Regions from separate parts of the Mus musculus genome. Here all the other regions are linked to region 1. Evidence: chromatin contacts called from public HiChIP or PLAC-seq and promoter capture Hi-C data. All regions are on one chromosome and are shown on one strand. Each heading gives the region's core, a stretch centred on a gene start, on an enhancer-like site or on the middle of the called end of the contact. The rest is flanking DNA. Distances are from core to core; before and after follow the strand shown. Region 1 holds the start of Herpud1 (homocysteine-inducible, endoplasmic reticulum stress-inducible, ubiquitin-like domain member 1). Region 2 holds the start of Cpne2 (copine II). Region 3 has its middle 5.5 kb from the start of Gm38555.

Evidence for each region. HiChIP or PLAC-seq counts read pairs in DNA pulled down with a chosen protein or histone mark. Capture Hi-C pulls out chosen DNA fragments and counts their contacts.
Region 2: a promoter capture Hi-C map of adipose tissue shows a contact between it and region 1. The contact joins the promoter of Cpne2 here to the promoter of Herpud1 in region 1. A contact is called at or near these places in 12 of 39 promoter capture datasets (the 3T3-L1 cell line, 3T3-L1-derived adipocytes, the C10 cell line and 8 more), 1 of 484 Hi-C or Micro-C datasets (embryonic stem cells), 1 of 115 datasets of contacts at active chromatin or transcription factors (pancreatic cancer cells) and 3 of 9 other capture datasets (adipose tissue, liver and pancreatic islet).
Region 3: an HNF4G HiChIP or PLAC-seq map of pancreatic cancer cells shows a contact between it and region 1. The contact joins the enhancer-like site here to the promoter of Herpud1 in region 1. A contact is called at or near these places in 2 of 39 promoter capture datasets (neutrophils and pre-B cells), 2 of 484 Hi-C or Micro-C datasets (both in cortical neurons), 4 of 115 datasets of contacts at active chromatin or transcription factors (bone marrow-derived dendritic cells, embryonic stem cells, microglia and 1 more) and 3 of 9 other capture datasets (adipose tissue, liver and pancreatic islet).

What each region holds. Positions count from the first base shown.
Region 1 is chr8:94,383,943-94,388,591 of GRCm38.p6, forward strand. Herpud1 (homocysteine-inducible, endoplasmic reticulum stress-inducible, ubiquitin-like domain member 1) reads left to right here and starts at 2,487. Exons shown (of 8, transcript NM_022331.2): 1 at 2,487-2,796. The coding sequence starts at 2,650.
Region 2 is chr8:94,530,029-94,534,549 of GRCm38.p6, forward strand. It overlaps Cpne2 (copine II), which reads left to right and starts at 3,000. Exons shown (of 16, transcript NM_153507.2): 1 at 3,000-3,165.
Region 3 is chr8:94,570,538-94,574,934 of GRCm38.p6, forward strand. No RefSeq gene overlaps it. Among named protein-coding and RNA genes, the nearest start is that of Gm38555, 5.5 kb to the left of the region's middle. Within about 2 kb of position 1,559, at least 35 of the 459 cell types and tissues checked have an H3K27ac peak or open chromatin away from gene starts, as enhancers often do. A contact at or near this core is called in pancreatic cancer cells, where this site is marked.

The DNA of each region.
Region 1 (4,649 bases), core at 1,237-3,736:
TAAATTAAGTGTTTTTCAAAACACACTGTAAGCAGAATCCAGCCTTCAGAGAGGGCTGTTTCACAGGGAGATAAAATTTAAGACAGAAACAAATTGGATGTGCTTTTCTTCTTGGGGGGAGGGAAGGTAAAGTCAACAACACAGAACCCCCCCCAGCAACCCCCCCTCCACTACTGAGGCTCAAACCAAGAACCTCATGAATGTTAGACAAGCCTGGTACCATCAAGTGATATTCCAAGCCCATCCTTTCCCAGTAGTACTTCGTGGAAATGGACAAGCTCTCTTAGGGATGCTGAGGTTTGTCCCTGAAGGCAAGGGGAAAGCTTTCTGTAGGCACACTTCATTTGCCCAGTGAGGCCCGTGTCTCTCGAAGCTGTCTCCCCAAGGTCTCTGCTTGTCTTATCTAATCTTCCCCGACTTGCAGTTCCTAGCCAGCGAGCCTACGATATCATAATTAGCTATGTTTTCCCATTCAGAAGAATCAGGTAGGGAAAGCTTCAAACTTTCTGGGGCCCAGAGCAAAATGAAAGTATTAGTCCTATGAAGGGAGTCTTAGAGAGAAGGTGGAGTGGGAGAGGTGGCTCAGGGGGTTGGCTCACGTTTTCAAAATCCTGAGGACTAGAGTTTAGATCCCAGCGCCCACAGGACAAACTGGGCATCCCTTGCAAACGTCTGTGATTCCAGCTCTGAGTGGTGGAGAGACAGGAGGATTGCTGGTGCTTGCCACTTCCAGGCTCGCTGAGAAAGCAGTAGCCCCAGGTTCAGGGAGAGACCCTGCCTCAAAGGAAATGTGGAGGAGAACCTCGGTCGGAAACTCTTTTCTGGTCTCTGCACCATTGTGCCTACATACAGGCACAGGGATACATACACACGCGCAAATAGCATAAATCTTCAAAAATAATTTTAAGAGAGAAACAACAGGGTATTAAGTCAAATGTGAAGATCACTGTGGCAGAGATCACATGCCCTGGGGGGCCAGTCTTCATGCAAAGGGACAGAGCCCTCCTAGCTGCCCTTTAGTTTCTGAAGATCTGCCTGCTTCTGCCTCCTGATGCAGGCCTTTATGTTGTAACACCACACTGGCCTCAGTGGTCTTCAACATAAAACCTGGGAAGGAAAGCAGCTGAGGTTCTGCGGCGTGTCCCTGGTGGACCACTGGCAAATGCCGCTGCGGTGAGGTGCAGGGTGTCCTCCAGAGAGACGCTGACGTCTCAGCCCCAGAATGTGATGGCATTTAGAAATATCTTTGTGAAAGATAATCGTTAAGATGAGGTCTTTAGCCACGACAATGCGAATGATACCCTTATAAAGGGGGCAGGGGAGAGACTGGACAGAGATACGCATAAAGATGATGCAGATACACTCACACCCGTGTATGTGCACGCACACAGGTGCACACCCGGAGAATGCCATGTGATCGGAAAGCTCGAGATTGGAAAAATACTCCCCAAAGCTAAGAAGTCCCAAGGACAGTTAGCAAACCTGCAGAACTTAGGAGAGTGGTACAGATTCTGCCCCCAAAGAAAGCAATGCTGCCCTAACCCCTGGTCGCAGACTTCCAGCCTCTACAGCTTCAAAATAAACTTCTGTTGCTCGAGCCTCCAGTTTACGACACTTTCTTATGGTTGTGTGACAAACTCACATAACCATCTCCCGAACAGGACTCTCCTATCACCTCTCTGACCTCTGTAAGCTCTGGACATGGCTGAAAACCCAGGTATCCCAACAGGATTGGGACAAAGATGGGCCGGAGCAATGCCAGTTTTGTTTTTCAAACTCAGAGGAAACACTGGAGCACTGCCTCTGGTCAGATTTCAGGTATCTGAGACCACTGCTGTGCTTGTCGCAACCCCAATTTAAAAGCAGCAGATGTTGTTAGTTCATAAATGATGACCCTTTCCAGTGTCTCCTAGAGGGTTTGTCAATCAAGAGGCACTTAGTGCCATTACTATAAGGGGTATGTTCCACACTTGATGCATCGTTAAATTTGCTGCAGGCACATTGGAAAGTGCCCGAATCCTTCATCCTCTCAGCTCAGAGCAACACAGGCCTGGTTTCTCTTCGCTTCTAAGGCCTGGTTAGTTCGTAAGGCTTCCCTGGATGCCAGGCTGCGCAGCCACCAGGGAAAATGCAAGCGGACAGACGTATGCCCAGGCGCCTGGGGTCAGAAAGGGCGGAGGGCCGCTTTGTGAGGGCACAATTTGCAGAGCCTGCTGATCTTGGGAGTCAGGCAGGCCGCCAGGCTCAGGCACCGCACGCATCCCGCGCTAAGGAGCCTGAACAGGACCAGCGCCCCAGAGGGCACCCTGACATGGCCGCCGAAGACCCGCTCCCGCGCCGCTGTCGGGACTCAGGATGACGCAACCACGGCGGGTTGCATCAGCCCGCACCCCCGCGCTTAGCCCGCCTCTCCGCCGCCTTTCTCCGGGCGCTGATTGGGCCACGTTGGACACTGACCTCTGTCTCAGCCAATGGATGGCAGCCACAGAGAGCGCTATCTGCGGAGCCCTGGCACGGGGCGCCCATAAAAGGTACCCGAGACGGGGGCGCGTGTCCCAAAGACGCCAAGTGTCGTTGTGTGGTCTCAGACGGCTGCGTCGCCGCCCGTTCGGCATCCCTGAGCGCAGTCGAGCCGCCAGCGACGCAGACATGGAGCCCGAGCCACAGCCCGAGCCGGTCACGCTGCTGGTGAAGAGTCCCAATCAGCGCCACCGCGACTTGGAGCTGAGTGGCGACCGCAGTTGGAGTGTGAGTCGCCTCAAGGCCCACCTGAGCCGAGTCTACCCCGAGCGCCCGGTGAGTGGGACCCCGGGGTGCCACGCCTGCAGGGTTGCCTGAACTCACCTGTCACACACCACAGGGCGCGAGTCTCCTTCCTGCCCAACCGTCTCCTGTGCCCCTCTGCTCGCCCTAGCGCTTGTCATCTCTTCTGGGCCTCCACCAGTCCGCGCTTGCCCTCTTCTAGCCCCTCATCTCTTCACCTCCCATTACACCTAACTCCCAAGGCTGTCACACATCTGCCCCACGTCCCTGTACCCTCTCCTCATCCTCCCAGGGAAACAGTAATTTGACCTTAATGAGTCATTTCCCCATCCGAGTCCCAGTGACCCTCCACAAACTACTAGGTGACTGACTGGGTGTTCCCAGTTCGGCTTGCATCTGATGGGTAGAAATAAGAAAAGTAAATGTTGCCAAACGAGACTTCTGGGTGTACCGAGGACAGACAGTATATGTGCCAGATTGGGCCATTGGCTAGAGGGTGGGGTGCGTGCCCAGTCACCAACTTCTGAAGGTCCCACGCCCATAGGCTAGACATGGCTCTTCTCCTGCAGCCTTCCGTTGACCGCCCCTCCCTGTCGCGCCGCACTTAGTCTCGGGGAGGAGCCCCCTTAACTTTCTAGCGAAGGATGACTGAGAAAGGAAGCCAGCAGCTGGAGTAGCCCTGAGTCTGATTTGACGACAACCGTGGGTCAGTTAGGAGACTTTCTTGTTCCGTGGGGTTCCCCACCCCTCCCCCTCCCCCTTTGGTTGACACATCTGTCAACAGCTCCCTAGCCCCGCCCACCCCTCCGGTCCCTGCCACGTGACGGAGGCTGTGCGCTGGACCTTCCTGTATTTACTTTGTTCTCTGATGTTATGTAAGTGTCCACGAGTACAGTTCTGGATCCGACAGGAGAGGGCAATCGGGTGGCTGCAGATGGGGACTTTGAACAGTGGCCTTAGAGCTCCAACCGGCAGTGGCGCGTGGGTTTCAGTTTGTTTTTGTTCCGAGTTGTCGGGAAAGTAAACAAGGCTTTTCCTTTTAGAATTGGCGAGGAACTTTATCACTTTGGGTGTAAGCGTCTAAGCCCCTGGAACTGGTCGGGGCAGTGTGTAGGATCTCCGTGGTTGTTTTCAAGAAACCAGGTGTTCTTGTTGGGAGGTGGCAGTTAGGTGCATAAATGATGCTCCTGTCGGGTCAGGTTGCATCATTTGTAAAAGCTGTTTTGAGGCCTGTTTTCCTCAGGTGAGGAACATTGGGCCCCTTGGATTTGAAGACCTAAGCTGGTAAATACCAGTAGGTCTCCTGGGTGTACAAATCTGTACCTTACAAAAATACCGGGAATGGACGCAGTGGTGCGCTTCTGTAATATGTCACTGGAGAGGCCAAAGCAGGAGGAGCATGTCTTGCAGACTGGGCTATACATAGTGTGAGTCTCTCAGTAATTAAAGAAGAAGGCATGTTCATGGTTTTTTTTTTTTTTTTTTTTTTCTGTAGTAGTACTTATCATTGGGTGATGATAAAAGTTTATAATAGTTATTTGCTTAACATTTTATTTTCAAATTGGCCTTCCAGGTGAGGACAGAGGGTCAGTTTGGTTTTTACCATTTGCTGGTGGTTGGCTTCACATTTAGAACAGCATTTTGCAAATTGGTGTGCACAGCATTTGTCAGTAAAGCAGTCCAAACAACATGGAACACAGCATCCAATATGTGTTTTAGGTGTAGTGTCAAAAGTCCTAATGGATGTTGATAAGAAGATGAAGGCTTCCTAATAGTCTGAGGCTGGCCATAAACTCTTGTTCTTTCTGCCTCTACCTCACCATGTGCCAGGCTTGTGGGCATGTGCCACCATGCCTAGGTGGATACAGTTTTCCTGGTCTTTTGGG
Region 2 (4,521 bases), core at 1,750-4,249, 150 kb after region 1:
GCCTGGCAGGTACTCAGGATATCTTTGGCTTACAAACACAGGGAAGGGCACAGGCCACCTGGGTTAGTCTGAGCAGTTTGGCCAGGCAACCAGCACTAGGGGAACAAACCCCAGAAGCATGTGCTGAGTTACATGCGCCCCACAGGAGCCTTTTATGGGGTTCAGGCCTCCAACTGTACAGAAAATTCTCTAGACTCTCAAGACACAGGCGGCTTCACTTTCACTGTCTGCATCTGGCATGCAGTGAGTGACTCTAACCTGGGACCAACACTTGACCTGTGTCTCCTGACCTCTGCCCTCGGCTGGAGGGCAGCTTTATGGAGATATAACTGTGATGGTTTGTGTATGCTTGGCCCAGGGAGTGGCACTATTAAGAGGTGTGGCCTTGTTAGAGTAGGTGTGACCTTATTGGAGTAGGTGTGTCACTGTGGGAGTGAGCTTTAATACCCTCCTCTTAGCTGCCTGGAAACCAGTCTTCCACTAGCAGCCTTCAGATGAAGATGTAGAACTCTTAGCTCTGCCTGCACCATGTCTGGCTGGATGCTGCCATGCTCCTGCCTTGATGATAGTGGACTGAACCTCTAAACCTGTAAGCCAGCACCAATTAAGTGCTGTCCTTTATAGGAGTTGTTTTGGTCATGGTGTCTGTTCATAGCAGTAGAACCCTAACTAAGACAATAATCAACATGTATGACGCTTGCCCTTTAAAGTATGCATGCCTTTTGGGTTTCTGTAGAGTTACACAACTGTTAGTCAACTTCTCGTCGATGTGAAAAACAGTTGTGAAAAGGAGGATTTCCTCTGGCTTGTAGTTTTGGCTCATGGTATGCTGGCTCTGTTACTACTGGACATTCAGGAAGACAGAACATCACACCTCGTGATGTTGAGAGAGATCACATCCTCAGGGGCATGACTGGGTAACTTTCCTCTAAAGTTTCCAGTACTTCCCAGTAGTGAAATGATTTATAGAGTAAAATGTCAACACATGAGCCTTTGGAAACATTCCAGATCCAATTCTTACTTTTGAAACCTTTTTTCAGGATTTATTTATTTATTTAACGCATGTGAGTACACTGTCCCTCACTTCAAACCAGAAGAGGGTACACCAGAATCCGTTACAAATGGTTGTGAGACACCATGTGGTTGCTGGGAATTGAACTCATGACCTCTGGAAGAGCAGTCAGTGGTCCTAGCCACTAAGCCATCTCTCCAGCCCTGAAACCCTTTTTTCTTCCCTCCAAGAAACCCTGTATCAAAGAGCAACCACATCCATTCTCCCTCCCAGGCCCGGATGACTAGAATCCCCTGTCTACCTCTGTGGCTATGTCTCTTCTGGTCATTTTCTAAAATGGAATTATCCAGTTGGCCTTTTATGATGAGCTGCCTTTGAAACTATCCCTACTTTAATATGTCAGTACTTTCCCTGGGTGAGTAATATTCCACTGTGTGGACTTTGCACTGAACTTTCCCCTATGAACTGCTGGTATATATTGGATCTTGCCCACATTTTGGCTCTAGTGAACTATGTCTATAAGTTGAGCTAGAATGTTTATTGAACTGCAAGCATTCATGCTCAACTTTTTGCTTGAACAAACATTTTCATTTCTCTTGGGTAGGTACTTAGGAATGGAATTGCTGTGACCCCTGACCTTAGTACTCTGCCCTCCTGACCAAGACCTAGTGACATCTTTTCCCTCCCCTCCCCTCCGTACCCACCCCCCCCCAATCGCCATATTCTTCTGGGTTCTTAGAAAAGTGCTGGTCAAGTCCCACAGCTGAGTTGGGTCTCTGTGCTAATTGCCTTTCATCCTGAACTTCTCATCCATCTACTTTTCTACCTGCCATTGCTTCACAGTCTGGAAGAAGACGTTGCGGTCCCCATTTTCTACCTCTGCTCTAAGTGGCGCCACAGGTTGCTTTGTCCCAGAGCTGAGCAGAGGGCATGGAGGACTTTCTGCGCAAGAAGACGAGGAGAATCTGGAGAAAAGCAGAAAGCTCCGGGGACAGGCAGGCAGAGAGAACAAAGCTCTGTGCCCTAGGGCTGCTTAGTGGGGGCCCTTCTAAGGCTGCAAAGTGCCTGTGACTCAGAGGTGGAGGGAGCTCAGAGCTGCAGCGTGAGTCTCCCGCATTAACTCTTATCTGTCTGGAATAGAAAACCTACAACCTCAGTGCAAGGCTTTACCGCTCAGCCCCACAATCCCGAGACTTGTACACCAGGGCCCAGGGCTTTGGCCATGCTTATTAAGACCTCTGGACAGCCATGTCTCCCCCTACACCTCCCACAACAGAATCTGGTTAAAAGAGCTTCCGTGTGGTAATGTCCAGTGGTTTACTTGCTCCGAGGGTACAAAATACCACTGAGCGACCACCAGCTGCCCAGCGACAAAACAGTCCCTTAAGAACTGGTGCCTCTGGTTCAAAAGCTGGCTGCACAGAGGGGAGGCCTCAACTCTCCCGTTGATCCCAAACCCCACTCCGAACGTCTTTATCTCATCGTCTTTGTCACGGGAATATGTGTCATCTTCCCAGTCTCAGGCGGCAAGAAAACGCTATTGAAAGAAATTAAAAAATATATAATAATAAAATAAAAAAGGAAAAAAGAAAACACTGCGGTTCTTGTGCGCAGCTCGGAGGCAAGTCCTGGGCGTCTCCCCGAGGATTCCGTGCTGAGCCCTGCGCGCTTTAGGGTGAGAGCCGCGGGCGGCGCCCCGGGGGTCTAGCGGACCAGGAGATCGCACCCCCGGGTCCCCGCATCTTGAACTGGAGCGCAACGCGGGGAGCTCGGCGGTGCCTGACGCCCAGAGCGGCGGGCCCGGCGCTGGGTGCGAATTCGCGGCATCGCTCGGAGTGGCAGCCTGCTGCATCCAGGTCCTCGCGGGCCACCAGCCGGGAGCGGGACAGGCTCCGGCTTAGCCCGGAGAGCCGCCCCTCCAGGAAGCGCCCGCCTCGCGCCCGCTTCCCGCCCACATCCTCCCTCGACTGGAGGGAGGAGCCCGCGCCGCAGCCGGGGCCCGAGGAGGGCCAGCCCCAGCCCGGGCGAGCGCACGAGTGGGTACGGCCGCGCGGGTAGCGCCCTGAGCCTGTCCCGCGCCGCCGCCCGGCCGACAGCACAGCGCCCGGGGATGCCCCGGCGGCCCGGAGCACGCTGAGGCTGCGGAAAGCGCGGTGAGTGGGGTCCGCGGCGAGGGCGGGCCGGGCACTGTGTGCGCTCAAGTTCGGCCTGGGGCTTGGAGGGGGAGTGGGTTCAGCCGAAGGGACTCCGATGTCCCTGGCCGCCGCCCCCCGCAGCACGCCTGGGGGGGGGGGGCTCAGCTCCCACCCGGCCACGCGGGGGCGCCCGTCTGCGGGGGGCGGCTGGAGGATGGGCGGCTTCGGGGACACTGGCTAGCTATTTAGGAGACCCTCTTCCACCGTTAGATGTCTAGAGGGCGGCTGTGGGCTAGCGATCGCAGCCGCCAGCACAATTGTTTGGAGGCGAGCGCGCCCTTTGATCCCACCCTGACCAGGACCTGGCGCTACTCGGGATCAGCTCTAGGGCCGACTCCCTGCTCCAACTGGGGAGAAGAGATGGGGAATAGTGCCGGGCGGCGTTCCAGAAGTCGGAGTGTGTTTGCAAACTAGTTTTTGCGCAAAAGCTGTCTGGCACCTGTGTGTTTCAAGGGGTGGAGGAGGAAGCGAGAAGCCCTTCTTTTTTTCCCCATCCCCACAATGGTGCTCCTGGGAAAAATAAAGGAGACTAATGTTCCTTTTTCCTTCTCTTCCCCTCCCTTCCCGAATCCTGTCTTTGGTACAGCTGACTAGTCTTTGGATAAGGGGCTACCTCAAAAGGAGGCTGGGAGTGCCCAAGGTCACAGGTGCAATAGCAGTCCGGAGCTGGGTGGCCATTCAAAGGGTCCTCCTTGTACTCTGATTCTTCCTGCCCTATAAGAATTCTGGGGGAAGGGGAAAGGGGAAAGGCCTTTGAGAATTAGCCCAGATGCCCTTTGTTTTGTCTGACCACAGACCACCATCATGTAGGGGTGTGGAACTGTCACGCAGAGATGGGAAGGGGTATTATACTGCCCCTCTCAGAGATAGAAAGGAGTATTATACTGCCCCTGGAGGTGTCTACCGCATCTTTGTTTGGAGGCATTGTTGCTAGGCAGGCTTCCTGCTGAGAATTCCCTAGTCCAGGGTTAGGGTCCTGCTTTCCAGCCTGGGGAGATCCCCTCCCTTTGCCTTCTTCCAGGCAGAGCTAAACTCTTCCAGAATATAGCTCCCTCACCATGGGCTCAGAAGGGATTTGACGTGGGCTCGTCAAAGTGGGAGGGCCTGGTCATCCTTCCTTCTTGTCAGGAAAGCTGCTGTCCAGGAGAAACAATTTAAGGTCCCTGATGCTTCAGGATTGCAGTCAGGGCCAGAGGTGCCTACTGACTCCTAGCTCTTTGCTTGCTGACTTCTGGTCAAGTGGCTGCAACTCCCCTTGTGAGGTCAAGAATGCTGCCTTTTGCATTGGATGAGAGCCCTTCTCCCACAGGAAGG
Region 3 (4,397 bases), core at 309-2,808, 190 kb after region 1:
GCTCCTTCCTTAGTGAGGGTCAATGGGCACTCACTGAACTGGAAAAGAAAGCCAATAGGAAGTCCCGATTCCTCACCCCTATCCTTGAGGATTCAGTGAGATCACTTCCTCATGGGGACATGCATTCCCCGTCACCAGTAGTGATTCCTGTGAAACTGAGACAGGACATGGCATCCAAATAGTGGTTGCAGCCCCCCACTTTCTCCTCTTGGATGTAGTAGGCAATGCAGTGGTTTAAGTTTCAGGACCTTAAACAAGGTTCTATCTGCTCCCGCTGTTCCTCTTAGCACGTACCTCCTCGTCACAAGCCTGGCCCCAGCCCCCTTCCTTGTTCCTTTCCCTCCACACCCATATTCTCTCTCGGAGTTCTAGGCCCTTTGACAAGCAGACGTGACTAACAGGGAACATTTCTACTTTGTACCACGTTTCTAGCTCCCATGCCAGCACTGTTTGTGAACCTTCCACAGCCCTACCATGCATGATCTTGCAGAAACGGAAACACACCAGGCCTACTAGACAGGCAGAGTGCGGATGGAGGTGTGGTTACCATCGTGCACGTATATCCTACTACCCCAGCATCTCCCTTAGCATCTCCAAAGGGCTTTCCCGCTCAAGCTGCTAATGACCTCACACTGTTCTGTGGACACTAAGCCTTCTCTGCCTTCTTCTCCAGGGTAGTCCTTCCTAGCTGCTGGAAATGGTCAGCACTAGGTAGGTCCCAATCTTAGGAGCCATGGTGTATATGGTGGAAATGTGAAGCAAATTTCTGTGGCCACCAAATGCTTGCTTTTTGTTTTTGAGACATGATCTTACTATGTAGCTCTGGCTGCCCTAGAACTCACCATGCAGACCAGGCTGGCCTTGAGCTCACGAAGATCATCTTGTTTCTGTCTTCTGGTAGCTAGGATTGAAGATGTCTGCTATCACACCCAGCTACTAATTGGCTTAGCAAACAAGGGAGTCTAGTGGATATAGTTTCCAGGTAGATGACTGTGTACTGTTGGAGTCAGTCTCGTAACACACACACACACCGAGAAGGCCAGCCTTTAAAAGGCATAAATAATAAAAAAAAATCTGGTTCTGTCTTATAGCAGGACAACCCAGATAAGTCACTGGGCCTCTGGGAATGTGGGGTTCCTCTATAGAATGTATAGAAGGGTTGGCTTCAGAGTGCTTTTTCAGAATGAAAAACAAGTCCACTAAAATAATGCAGTGTATCCCTCCAACAGCTTGACCTGTACAGAGCAGGCCTCAGTGGTGTCACAGAAACAAGAGTAGCCTGTCTCCCATGGGGCTTTTCTGTGTCTCTCCTGATGCTGGCAGGTCAGGACTATTAATGCTATTGCAACTCCCCCTGAAACCATTCTTCTAGCAGGTAGGGGAACAATGCCAGCCCATGACAGAGTCATTAGGGTGTGACTGTGCAACTTGTGACTACTAAAGTGTTGATGAGCATCATGCACCAAGTACTCAAATTCCATTCTAGCATGTATAACTGGGCTGGGCACGACAGGATGCCAAGAAGCCACCCAAGTCCAAATGACTGTTCACTGCCACTGAGCTTGCTTGCTTTCCTTTTCCTGGAGGGGCCTAAGATGACAGCTGAGTCACATACCCACAGCAAGGACATTTGAGCCAAAGAATCCGGTGTGCCTAAGCAATTAACATTTAGCTAACAGGAGCTAAGGCAGAAGCTGGTGGAGCTGACAACCAGATCTGACCCTTCCAACATGTCAGTGTTTTAGTTACAAGTGGGGAGTGCCAGAACCATACAAACCTGAGTGCAGCATGTTAATGCACTCAGGATACTCTACCCAGACACTGGAGGCTTCTAATCTAGGTGGTTTGTGTATGACTATAGGAAGTTGGTATTATTCCCTTTTCCTAGGTGAAGGACCTTGTCTACCTGTAATGAGATCACCATGGCATATCTATGGAGGGTGGAAGGACATAGCTCTTAAGGGGCTGGTCCAGGCAAACCAAGCTTTTCTCTTAAGTGAGGAGCTGACCAAAAGGGAAGAATTCAGGAGAGCTGGGAAGCAAAGACCCAAAACAAACGAAACAAAACAAATTTGGGGGTGGGGCTCTGACAAGGCACCTTAGTGGGTGCTCGTGTGTGCGTGCATGTCTTCTTCCTTTTTTTTTTTTTTTTTTTTTTTTTGAGACAGGGTTTCTCTGTATAGCCCCGGCTGTCCTGGGAACTCACTCTGTAGACCAGGCTAGCCTCGAACTCGGAAATCTGCCTGCCTCTGACTCCCAAGTGCTGGGATCAAAGGCATGTGCCACCACTGCCTGGCTGTTCATGCATTTCTTACTTCAGTCTGAGGAACTTTCTGCTGGGTCCTGGGACCTCTGGAAGCTGTGCAAGGCAGGATGTAAGCTACCTGTCTAGGTCTAGTCACATCAGCCTCCCAGATTTGTATAATAGGTGACTTGATTTCAGGTCCCTTTCCTCCTCAGCCATAGAAGCTTCAAGTAGACAAATGTCAGGAAGAGACGGAGGGCACGGGACATTGTCTCCCAGAGAGAGCTGGCAACAGATTGCTGCTGGCTTTCTCCAAGAGGTCTCAGAATCCTAAGAATTCTGCCACCCGAGAGAATGTACAAGGAAAGAAACAAACCCCAACCATCTGTTCTACTTTCTTAGCCACTGGAAAGTCCCAGGAATGTAGGCAGGATATCTGGTGGGACTGGTACATAGATCCCCCACCAGAGGTCAACGTGCGCAGAGGGTCAAGTGCTGTCTGTGAAATGCTGTTTGCACAGAACCTACTCGGGCCTATACTCGGATCCCATACTTTCCGTCATTCCTAGCTTACTTGGTTTATAACAATTTACGATGCCTGAACGGTGATATGCTAGAAATTGTTACACTCACGTATTTATAGGGAAGAAGAAAAGTCTATATATACATGGTCAGCACAGAGGGAATCTTTCCTTCAAGTATTTTTGGTCCCTGGTTAATCTGATCCCCAGGAGAGACCTGCCAAGGTACACAGATGACTGTGTTCTGAGGGTCAAAGTGGGTTTTCCTTCTCTCTCTGCTCATCCTGCTTTCCTTGGTTGGCCTGCTTTGCCACAGAGGTGGTGTTTCAATTACAGGCTTCTACACCATTTAGGCACAATGAACTACGGTAAAAAGGCCACCAGAAACACCAAAAGCAGACGTCACAGTTGGGTGTAGCGGCACTCGCCAGTGATCCTAGCACTCAGGAAGCTGAAATGAAAGGATGGTAAGTTTGTAAGCCAGCTTGGGCTACACAGTAGACTCTGTCAAAAAGAAAAGAACCCCAGGACTGCTCAACACCATCAGCTTCACGTGGTGGGAGAGCTGGAAGCCGGTGTGGTGCACAGCAAGAGCTGGCTTGACAGGGCTAAAAATTAAAGTTAGCGGACAGTTTTAAACTCTGCAACCCTGCCATCTTTTCAACATCCACCGAGACCATGAAGCACACTCGTTGGTCTGGAAAGTCAAGCCATGTGATGCTCAGGACTTTGATGTCTTGGTCTGCCTCCCGAAACAGCTCAGGGTTGCTCTAGATACAGGTACGTGCTGCGGGGATGGCAGCACAGTCATCGGAACAGTGACAACAAGAGGCAGAAGGTGCTTGCAGTTTTACCTAAACGTCTTGTTTGTCAGGAGGGAGCTGACAGGCCTGCACTGACAGTCAGGAAAGATTAGGACTGGGAGGCTCTGCAAGGGATGGCAGCGCTCACAGGCATCAGCGATGGGCGAAGGAAACCCACCATCTGCTGGTAGGCACCCGTGTCAATACTGGAAGGGGAGAGGAAGGGCTGGCTGAGATCCAGGGCCCTCTCTGCCCACGTTAAATCTGAGGAGCTTCCTCTGCCTGCCTGCCAGTGTGTCAGTGCCAACACACCCAGTGTCTCTCGCTCGCTCGCTGGCTCGCTTGTCTCACACCCATAGGAAGGGAAAAAACAATGGATGCTGGGACCAGCGACGAGAGAGCACCTCTCAGGCTCGTTCTGAAGCAGGGCACACAGAATTCCTAAGTCCTGCATCCCTGTTCCCTCCTCCCCCTTCCCTCCCTTCATCCTCCATGAGACAGAAACAGGCCAGAGCCTGCTGCTTTTGGCTGCTCATGGCCCAGGCGCTGTTGTGTGTGTGTTGAGGGGGCTGGGGGGGAAGGCACACTGGAGAAAGGAAAAGCACTGAGCAGCACCTCAGACTGGCTAAAAGCAGCTTCGCAGTCAGAAGCTACAACTGTATGTGCAAACAGCAGTGCTTCGGTGGAGTAGAGTGCAGGCATAACAGGCAGGCATGTCCCACTAGTTTGCAGTCTGAGGATTCCAGAAACTGCTAGGCATTACTCATCTCTTTAGCATAGCTATCAGCAGTTATAGTTTCTGGCTATGATTCAGTAAGTTTGCTTCTC